3 separate regions of the Pan troglodytes genome follow, and regions 2 and 3 are each linked to region 1. The links are chromatin contacts, called in public Hi-C maps. All regions are on one chromosome and are shown on one strand. Each heading gives the region's core, a stretch centred on a gene start, on an enhancer-like site or on the middle of the called end of the contact. The rest is flanking DNA. Distances are from core to core; before and after follow the strand shown.

Region 1 (3,330 bases), core at 823-3,322:
CACCATATGAGATTGTGAAAATGATAATTAAATCATTTAATAGAGGCAAATGATAATAAAAATAGTAAATAGTAATAGTAAGTCATCCACAAATATAAGATGTTGTTTGGTTTTTTTGGTTCGTTTTGTTGTTGTTTTTGAGACAGGTCTAGCTTGTCACCCAGACTGGAGTGCAGTGGTGCCATTTCAGCTCAATGCAACCTCAGCCTCCCAGGCTCAAGCCATCCTTCCATCTTGGCTGTCGAAGTAGCTAGGATTACAGGCATGGGCCACCACGCCCAGCTTTTTTTTTTTTTTTTTGTAGAAATGGGTTTCTCTGTGTTGCTCAGGCTGGTCTCCAGCCTCTGGGCTCAAGTGACCCGCGCACCTCCCAAACACTGGGATTACAGGCTTGAGCCACCACATAGCCATTGTCTTTTTTTTTTTTTTTTTTTTCTCTGAGACAGAGTCTCACTCTGTTGCCCGGGCTGGAGCACAGTGGTGTGATCTCGGCTCACTGCAGCCTCCACCTCCCAGGTTCAAGTGATTCTCCTGCTTGACTACTGAGAAGCTGGGATTACAGATGTACCACCACGCCCAAGTAATTTTTATATTTTTATTAGAGATGGGGTTTCGCCATGTTGGCCAGGCTGGTCTCGAACTCCTGACCTCGGGTGATCCGCCCACCTCGGCCTCCCAAAGAGCTGGGATTACAGATGTGAGCCACAGCACCCGGCCTACAGCCGTTGTCTATGAGGAGATAAGCTGGTTATCAAAACTCCCCGTAACCCATCCTGTTTCCTACTCAAACACTGAAACCTCTTAGCTCTCTCCCACTTCCTCTAAGGCCCTAATCTTCAAGGAACAGAAAGAAGCTAAACAGTCTTACAAGTTAGATTTCTTAGAATAAAAGATGGGTCTTCACATTAGAAATAGGTGAAAGTTGGCTGGGTGCGGTGGCTCAGGCCTGTAATCCCAGTAATCCAAGCACTTTGGGAGGTCGAGGCGGGCAGATCACCTGAGATCAGGAGATTGAGACCAGCCTGGCCAACATGGTGAAACGCTGTCTCTACTAAAAAATACAAAAAATTAGTCGGGCATGGAGGCGCGTGTCTGTAGTTCCAGCTACTCAGGAGGCTGAGGCAGGAGAATTGTTTGAGCCAGGGAGGCAGAGGTTGCAGTGAGCCGTGACCGCGCTATTGCACTCCAGCCTGGGAAACAGAGAGAGATTCCGACTCAAAATAAATAAAAAAATAATTAAAAACTATTTTTAAAAAAGAAAGAAATAGGTGAAAATTCCTTAGAAGGCACCTACAGCTTCTTACCTACATCTTCTCATTAAATTCTCACAATGACTCTATCAGACAGGTACCACTATTCCCTCTTTTGAGGGATGAGGAAATAGAGACTCAGGGAGATAAAGTAACTTGCCCAAGGCTACACAGCTATTCTCAAGGAAACATAGTGCATCCCATGAAAATAGCCTGGAGTCGAGATACTGGAGTCAAAGTGCAGCCAAAATTGTCAGGGTGCAACCTGCCTGTCCAATGAGAGCTGCTACTTCTTTGATACTGGAATCCCCCAATTCCTGAAATTAACACCCAGTTCTCCACTCCCCAAAAGCACACGCTGAGTGCCCTCAGGGCTCTTGCTGTTGCCAACAGACCTATAACTCGGTACAGGCTCAGGCAGCTGAGAGGAGGCTGTGGACACAACAGGCCTTGCTAGGCTTGCTGGGACGGGGCCACATTACTTTGCAGGCGCGTCTTTCTCCTGCCTGCTATCTAGAGCTCGCCTGTAGGTGGCGCCCTGCTTCGCTCAGGGGAATTTGGAGGGCGAGGACACGGGTCACCAGCTGCCTCCCCTGAAGGCCAATTTAAGTTGTCCCCTGGCTTGAACTGAGCGCAGGAACCTCGGTGATGGGGACGTGCCCCCCTCCCCGCGCGCTCTTCCTCTCTCAGCCCCCCTGCCCTCCCCTCTCCAGGGGCTGGCGGGCCCGCGCTTCCTCCGAGGTCGGGCTACGCGGCGCGATCTCCAAGCGCTGGGGCCGAGCCTGGCGCTCCGGGGCGGCGCTTCGGTCCCCGACCCTCGGGCCGGCCCGCTGGCCCCCACTCCGCTTCCTCCCGGCACCCGCTTCGCCGGCAGCTGTAGCGGAGGTGGAGGGATGGGGGACTGTGACCCCCGTGAGTGCCGGCGGGGCGGGGCAGCTTAAAAAACTTCTGAAAGGCCTGGTTCAAAGCCTCAAAGGATAGAACTTGGGCCGGAAGGCGGTTTCCACGGAGGGGCCTAAAAGGGGGCTGGGGGTGCACCTGCAGGGCCAGGAGCTGCGGCTTGGGAAGGGGGGCCCGGTCACCGCGAGCGCCGCAGTCCCCGCCCCGCACTCGCCGCCCCTTGGAGCCGCCGCGGCCCCGCCCGGGCCCTGCGCTTTCATCCTCCCCACGGGACAGCGGCCGCGCGGGGCGGGGGCGGCTCTGGCCGGCGCGCTCCCCGCGGGGTCTTCCTTCCCTCCGGCCCCTCCCTGGGAACCCGAGATTTCGCCGCAGAGCTGAACTCCCAGATTTTAACCCCAACCCCCCCGGGCGGGAGGCCGCGGAGAACCGGGAGTCGCGACCGAGGAAGCGTCCCCAGTCACCTCCTGGCCCCCCACACAGAGCCCCGGGGAGGGTGAGGAGGAGGAAGAGCGGGAGGAAGACCCGCGCCGGTGGGTGGGGGCAGGGAGGGGGCGTCCGGGGTCGCAGGGCGGCGCTCCGGAGAGTGGCCCCGGCGGCGTCCGGAGTCGCCGCGGCCGCCGTGCCACCTCGGGCAGGTGGGGGGGGAATGCGCGGCCGCCGCCAACCAGGGTCGCTCCGCCGTAGACGCCGAGCAGACGCGGTCCGGCGCTCGGCCGGAGAGCCGGCTAAGGGGCTTTTCATTAGCACCGCATTAGGAGGACACTCATCCTCCAGAGTCCTTCCCGTGGAAGCTCTTGAGTGAATTAGGTAAATGATTTGCTCCATTTGTAGTTTCTGAAGATATTTTCTCAGATCTTCAATTGAGCGCTTTAGCCAGGGAGCATATCTGTGGGGGCCTCCTTCCCACTGCCTAGGGTCTCACTCGGTGACAATTGCTGAGTCAGTGAGGACGTGTGGGGAAAGGTAAAAGTGGAATTGAGCAAAGCTGAGTAATTTAGCTAAGGAAGAGAAATCGCTACTGAAAATAGAATAGTTTAAAAATAAACTACATAAAGTTTATTCTTTTGCTTGGAGTCCTGCTCCTTGATCCGAGAAAGTAAAATCCATCAGAGTTGGGAGTTCCCCCCCCCCCATTAGCATTTATTACACTTTTTCAAAGTTACTGAAAGACTTCTTTTAG
Region 2 (3,822 bases), core at 998-3,497, 680 kb after region 1:
GCTGTCTCAAAAATAAAAATAAAAAAAGTATTTTTCTAGCCTAGAGGGTTGTTTTGTATATATAGAGATTTCAAAGGAAATGACACAACTAAAAAGAATTTCTACCCCAAAAGAAGTCTGCCCTCCTGCCCTCCAGTTAGGTGTCCTCTGGAATAAAATGTTGAATCCACTTAAGAATTATTGATAAATAAATTCATAAACATGTAAAAAATCATTTTGGTGCCAACTGAATGTTAAATACACACACATAAACACATACCCCAAATCAAATAAATATAATCAAATATAAACCAAAGTAATATAATCAAAGTAATAGAAATGAAATTTATCAAAGTGACATAAACGATAATGATGAAGTTGCTGGGAAGCATAAAGGACTTGTAGGTATTATGGCACTAGCCAAGAACTATCAGGTAAGTATTCATAGATGATATAAGTGGAGAGCTAAAGGAAAATAAAAGGAAGACTTTCCATGTAAGGGAATGATATGCTTATTAATTTGGGGAAAATAAAGTATATAAAATATAAGTACACTCGCCTAACTGAATCTGGGAACATCCACGTCCAGCCCTATTATTGTTTATATGGTGAAATTTCACCATTTCAGAACAAGTAAGATTCTTTTTTAAATTAAATACTGACAACCCCTAGGTAGTTCTCCAATTTTAAGTTACTCTGGAAACTGAATAATAATGTTATAATTTAGAAAAAATGCATTTATTAATTGCCTTTAGTGATCATACATTGACCTATGAAATAATGTTTTTAAAATTATTTTTAAAGACATGTTTCTTGAAGTCTTACCATGAGCTGTGTAGTTTGTACAGTTAACTGGTTCTTGCGTAGCGTCATTTATTTTTGGATCTTTACAAATATATGTAAAAAAAAAGTTAAGGAAATACGGACTACATTCCAACACAACACATTATCATGCCTTTACTATTCATATTATATACTCATGTTGATATTCACATGTAAATAGAGGCTGCTAGTTTGTCCAAGTCAATAAGCATATGTACAAATATACTTTTAGTATTGCTAAGTAATACTTGAGGCAGGAGGATCACTGGAGCCCAGGAGTTTGGGAAGAACAGCCTGGGCAACATAACGAGAAGTCTGTCTCTACAAATAATATAATAATACATAAACATTACAATAAACCTTTAAATTTGCCCCATAATTATCCACGTTTTTACTCATGAGAAAACAGAGTTCAAATAGGTCACCCAAGGTTACAAAGTGCAACAGAAATTTATCCACTGAGGCCCCACGCGGTGGCTCATGGTGAGGGGGATGCGGATCGCTTGAGACCAGGAGTTCAAAACCAGCCTGGCCAACATGGCGTAAACCCTGTCTCTACTAAAAATACAAAAATTACCCGGGTGTGGTGGCGCATGCCTGTAGTCCCAGCTACTCAGGAGGCTGAGGCAGGAGAATTGACTGAACCCGGGAGGCGGAGGCTGCAGTGAGCTGAGATCGTGCCACTGTACTCCAGCCAGGGCGACAGAGTGAGACCCTGTCTCAAAAAAAGAAAACAGAAAGAAATCTGTCTGGCAGTCTACCATCTCATGAAGTTTGAGGATGACATGAGGTAATATGCATAATATACATAAAGTTAACGATAAATGGGCAACACATTGGCTAGATCGTTATTACTTGTCTTCCCCCTAGGAAGAGTTGGCAAACATTTCCAGGGTAAGAGACTATCCATCTTTGTATTACTAGTGTCTAGAACGGGGCCTGGCATACTTCAGGATCTACATGTTTTATTGAACAAGTAAGCACACTGATAAAAAAGAAAAAACAAGTGGATCAGAAGAGGAAGCGCCAATGACTAGTAAAATCATAAGGAAATCACAAAGGGTGGCCTCTGGCCCTCCCATCTCCACAACTGTGTTCACCTTCAGGGATCCTTCAGTCATTAGAAGCCACAGATCACATTATCGTTTTCACTCAGTACAGCCCTAGCCAGTCCTGACGGCAGCGACCCACCTGCGACCCCAACTCTACCTCGCCTCCATGGGGGGGTGTTCTCCACAGAGGATATTGTCCCACTTTGAGGTCCTCGCACTTAAGCGACTCCTCGCCCCCGGCGGAGGTGGCAACAGCCCCCCAGGGTCCTGTAGTGACTGAGACGAACCACAGGACACCAACGAGTCTGGCCGTCACGGCCTTCGGAGCAGACGTACCAGACGGCCAGGCGGCCGCCATCTTGGAGACCGACACTTTCTCGCCGCTTCCGCTTCCGCCTCCGCCCAGGAGCGGGAGGGAGAAGGGCAACAGGGCGAGGTTCTTAAAGGGACCTCGCAAAGGATAGAGGCCAGTTCCGTCTCTTCGCGCGTTCTTCTGCCCGTGAGCCCGTGGAATCACATTGGGAGACCCTTTTAAAATATGCATGTACCCAGTCCCTCGAGGCGAATTTTCCCCCACGAACCCTTGGAAGGAGCTAAGGTTGATCTTTGAGTGCTGGAGGAAGGAAACGAGTGGTTTAGGCAATCAGGTGCTTCACCCGCTTCTCATTCCCGCGCCCTTAGCTGAGGCTTCTCGGTCCTCTGAAAGTGCCAGCGGCGCCAGAGGTTGGAATCAATGCTTTCCTGACATCATCGCAGTTAGCCCTGATAGGTTTTGGGTTTACAGATAAGGAACAAGGCTCAAAGACGCTGAAACACACTGACCTTAATCACTAAGTGACTCAGTCGGAATGAAATTGATGTTTGCCAGATTTCAGATCTATGCTCTTACTAATTGACATAATGTCCTCCTGTAACTTTAGAGAAGGATTTTGGAAGGCTGCCACGAACAGAACTTAAAAACTGTGAGAGACATTACGCCTTTTAAAAAAAAAAAAAGTGACAATTTAGGTGGGGGATAATTTGGGGGGTGGAAACTGTAACAAGAGGAAACCAAATAGTTTATGATTAAGTGAAAAGTTGAAGATTTTTTTTCCTCCATCTGTTGTTTTTAAATTTCTATATGTTCTAAAAGTTCTGTGGTGGGGAACTTTAACAGTGAGAAAAAAATGTTTTCGTAAAGTTAAGTTTAATCTTTTTTTTGGTCTAACAATATAAAAATTTGAACTTGAGTGGTGCTTCTTCATCCATACTTTAGCACTAACTTTGGTGGTTCTCAAACTTTGAGTAGCATCTGAATCACCTGTAGTAGTTATTAAAACAGAATGATAGAACCCGCACTCAGAGTTTCTGATACAAAAGATGTAGGGCGGGACTGGATAATTTCCATTTCTAGGAGATCCCAAGGGATGTGGGTGTTGCTAGTCCAGGGACCCCCACTTTGAGAACACTGGTATAATGTTTTACGAGAAGTAAATTTTTTTTTTTTAAGATGGAATCTCTCTCTGTCACCCAGGCTGGAGTACAGTGGCAGAATCTCAGCTCACTGCAACCTCTGCCTTCTGATTCAAGTGATTCGCCTGCCTCAACCTCCTGAGTAGCTGGGACTGCACGCGTGCGCCACCACGCTCAGCTAATTTTTGTATTTTTAGTAAAGACAGGGTTTCACCATGTTGGCCAGGCTGGTCTCGAACTCCTGGCCTAAGTGATCTGCCCGCCTCTGCCTCCTAAAGTGCTGGGATTTCAGGTGTGGGGCCACTGTGCCTGGCCTCATTTTGGAATATATATTCTGGAAGACATACAACTATTTGAAGTAATATTTAAACATAAACTACGTTTTTAAATTTTCTTTTTTTGAGGTGGAGTTTCACTGTTGTTGCCCAGGCTGGACTGCAATGGCATGATCTCGGCTCACTGCAACCTCCGCCTCCCAGGTTCAAGCTATTCTCCTGTCTCAGCATCCCGAAAGGCT
Region 3 (3,383 bases), core at 835-3,334, 770 kb before region 1:
AGACACTTTGTCTCTTTCTCTTCATAATAATTGCACCAAGCAATCTCTTGCACATAGTAGGCATTCAATAAATATATTATGAATTATATTGAGAGGAAATTGATGAAATTGAATATTCATTTGAAGAATCTAAAAGGGAAATATATTTTTGAAAAAACAAAGTCTGGACACATGACTCAACACATAGTCATTTTTTGCCTCATGATGAAAAGAATGCTTTATTTCTGTAATTTTTATTTGGTGCAGAGCTAGATATACAAGATTCGTGTGTGTATGTGTGTGTGTGTGTGAGAGAGAGATTGTCTTGTAAATGTAATTGCACTAAGTGAATTGCATAAAGACTATTGCATTCTAGAAATGCAAAATAATATCAACAGACTGAATGAAACAATGGTATCAAAGACCACAATATATAACTTACCTATTCATAATCCAGTCCATCATATAATAATAACCTACATATAACCATCCATATTTAATCTGGTCCTTTTAGAATTTTGAAATGCTCTCTAGAATTGCCTTTTTTTCTACTTCAATGAGAAATACGTGTGATTTGTTCAGCTGCTGTCTCTCTGCCTTCCCCACCCCCAGCACTGTGCAACACAGCCCCTTCTCTCAGCTGGCAAGCACAGGCCCCAGATGCCAAGCTGTGGAAGATATTTATCTGCTGCATCTGGTTCCTTAGCAGATTCGACAGGCCTCTGTGCTGGCAGCTTCAGAAATGCCTTTGGGCTTGTCACATGTTGAAAACTCCCAACTGGCTGTCTGAATTGGCAACCATGCTTTGGCTCACTGGAAAGAAGACAGAAATGGTGCTTTTTGTCCATCTACTGATAACCTCTCATGTAAGTGACCATTGGCTTCTGATCTGAAAAAGTACGTTCCCAAATGGCAGTGCAGACTTTGGGGCTTAATTTCATCCTCCTGATACAAACTCACAAGTAGTATATGACTGAGTTATGTTTCCTTGGCCAGAGAGGAAATCCCTAGCAATTTGGACCTCAGCATGTCTATCCTGAAATTAAATTCAGAAAGCGTCAGCATTTTAGAATTGGCATTTTAAAATTAAGAGTCAGCTAATCCATCCCCTTTATTTATCTGATGAAGAAAATCAGGCTCTGAAAGGCGAAGGGATTTGGCCAGGGTACACAGCAAGCAGGACAAAGGACGAGATTCACCCTGGGTGAATACTGGGAGTGGGGAAATACGAAAGCAAAAAGGAGCAGATATTTCTGTTTGGAGAAGCTGTGGAGAAGGAACCCTTTGGAGACTTGCATGGCAGGCTGTAGCAGAGCAGCGAGCCTGCAGACAGGGACACTTATGCCCTAAGGCTGATGCTGCCACATCCAAGCTAAGTGACCTTATGTAAGTGACCTAACCTCTAGGCCTGAGTTCCAACACCTGAAAACAAGAAGGAGTTAACCATAGTTCCTAATTTATTTGATTGTTCTGAGGATGAAATTAGATCACGCATAATGTACCTTACAAGGATATGCTCATTTTTTTCAGTAAATGTTTATTGAGAACTTACCATGTGGTAGACATTATTCAAAAGACTTGATAAATAATGATTCTCAATCATTTGGGACATGAAATCAGTAAATGAGGGCCGACCTGTAAAACCAGGACAAGAGAGTGAATTTCCAGAGTGGTTTCATGTCGAGAGGCACGCAGACAGCGAGTGTGTTCTTACACATACACACAATGAATCTACGGCCGCAGTATTTGTTCTAATTCCCTGAGCTGCAGTGAGCTCTGGATTCCAGCAGGGGACATCCATAGCCCAGACAAGGGAAACTGGGGCCAGCTCAGCCTTAGAGGTGATGAATGAAAATGATAAATCACTCAGACATGAGCCTGAGACTGGCCTGTTCTGATACTCATTCCATAAAGACGAAAGTTCTGGAAGGGATGACCCTCACAGGCTTCGTTAGCTCTGAGTTTGTAGAATGTCAGTGAATTTCAAGTTCTCTTAATCCTGAATTTGCAAGCTGAGGTCCCGTGGAGTTTTGTCCATGTTAAAGGGACATAATTCCTTTCTCCCCGGGGCAGATCAAAGGAACCAGGTTTTGATGACTCACAGCTCACACAAGGTCATCCTGGGAAAACAGATCCTGAGAAGTACTGCAGAGCTTGTGAAGTACTGCACTGGCTGGTGTCTGGATTCTAGAGTTTATGATCTGCTCCAAAGCCAGAGAGGTGATGACTAGAAGGTAGATATGAATTGGGGGCAGTAGTGTGCTGATAAATATTTAACAACCAGCTCCCTGGGGGAAAAATATGTGCATATGTACATGTACATAAGTTTATTATACATATCACTCATATACAGGACAAGTAGCACACAATTTACATGTTATATATATAAAATATACAATAATCTTTTTTATAAATTCCATATAGCTAATTGATTCTCATAGAATACATTAGTTAATTTCTGTTGAACTCTTGTATTCATGGCCAAGTTATTATTGCAATCCAACCATTATTTGACAACATCAGCCTGCAAATAAACGTTTAAATACTGTCTGGTTCAGCAAAAATGTCTCTTACTTCACTGATCAACAAGTGTGATTGTGAAATGAATGGTGCTTGATATTTTCATTTATGTTAACAGGGAGCAAAAAAGTGAATGGACAAAGGCATATATTAAAACTTCACTTGTTTGTTAATGGTATCAGCCGAATCTTTGTTAAATTCACTAATAGTGTTAGATCCACTAATACTGAAAAATATTTCCTGTTATTTATGTTGTTTATGACTCAATAGTCACAGACAGAATACAGCATTATTAACCTACCAAGTCTAGCGAAATCATCAAAACAATACATCAAGCCCTGACTTACAGCATTTGCCAATTTTCATGGTATAAATATTTCCACCATGGTTGATTTCAAAATCAAGGTAATGTCATTGAACACGAAATTGAAAAGAGATTCATAGTAGTATATCATTACATAATGTTTCTACCATATGCTTAAAATCGACATAAATAACCTCAAAAACTTAATAAAACATAGTAAATTAATTATGAAGTTATGGATTTTAAAATGTTTTCATTGTTACGTATTTGTATATACTTGTGGGGTACATGTGTAGAAAGTGATGGATTTTATTTACTTTCTTATTCACAAAACCTAGAGAATAATCATTCTTATTTTAAAAATATCTACCTTACATAGTGTTTAAAACACAGTAACATTTGTTGCATAATAATTATAATTACAAAGGAGGGGAGAAAAACAAGAGCCAGGTGAGCATTTAAAAAACAACTTTATCTAAAATGTTAAAAAAATTATGGAGCAATTATCATATACAAGTCACTGTGCTAAAACCTTTATATGAATTAAATCATATAATCATCACATTGATTATAAGGGGCA

What was found. A called contact is a pair of places that touch in the nucleus more often than the background predicts.
Region 2: a Hi-C map of stem cell-derived neural progenitor cells shows a contact between it and region 1, with 2.5 times the contacts expected there. The contact joins the promoter of TM2D1 here to the enhancer-like site in region 1. A contact is called at or near these places in 1 of 7 Hi-C or Micro-C datasets (stem cell-derived neural progenitor cells) and 1 of 1 datasets of contacts at active chromatin or transcription factors (stem cell-derived excitatory neurons).
Region 3: a contact with region 1 is called in a Hi-C map of induced pluripotent stem cells, with 1.9 times the contacts expected there. The contact joins two enhancer-like sites. A contact is called at or near these places in 2 of 7 Hi-C or Micro-C datasets (induced pluripotent stem cells and stem cell-derived neural progenitor cells), 1 of 1 datasets of contacts at active chromatin or transcription factors (stem cell-derived excitatory neurons) and 1 of 1 other capture datasets (stem cell-derived neural stem cells).

What each region holds. Positions count from the first base shown.
Region 1 is chr1:169,953,868-169,957,197 of NHGRI_mPanTro3-v2.0_pri, reverse strand. No RefSeq gene overlaps it. Among named protein-coding and RNA genes, the nearest start is that of NFIA, 27 kb to the right of the region's middle. Within about 2 kb of position 2,072, at least 16 of the 24 cell types and tissues checked have an H3K27ac peak or open chromatin away from gene starts, as enhancers often do. A contact at or near this core is called in induced pluripotent stem cells and stem cell-derived neural progenitor cells, where this site is marked.
Region 2 is chr1:169,272,510-169,276,331 of NHGRI_mPanTro3-v2.0_pri, reverse strand. It overlaps TM2D1 (TM2 domain containing 1), which reads right to left and starts at 2,247. Exons shown (of 7, transcript XM_063817346.1): 1 at 2,048-2,247; 2 at 805-878. The coding sequence starts at 2,211.
Region 3 is chr1:170,721,877-170,725,259 of NHGRI_mPanTro3-v2.0_pri, reverse strand. No RefSeq gene overlaps it. Among named protein-coding and RNA genes, the nearest start is that of C1H1orf87, 200 kb to the left of the region's middle. Within about 2 kb of position 2,084, at least 7 of the 24 cell types and tissues checked have an H3K27ac peak or open chromatin away from gene starts, as enhancers often do. A contact at or near this core is called in induced pluripotent stem cells, where this site is marked.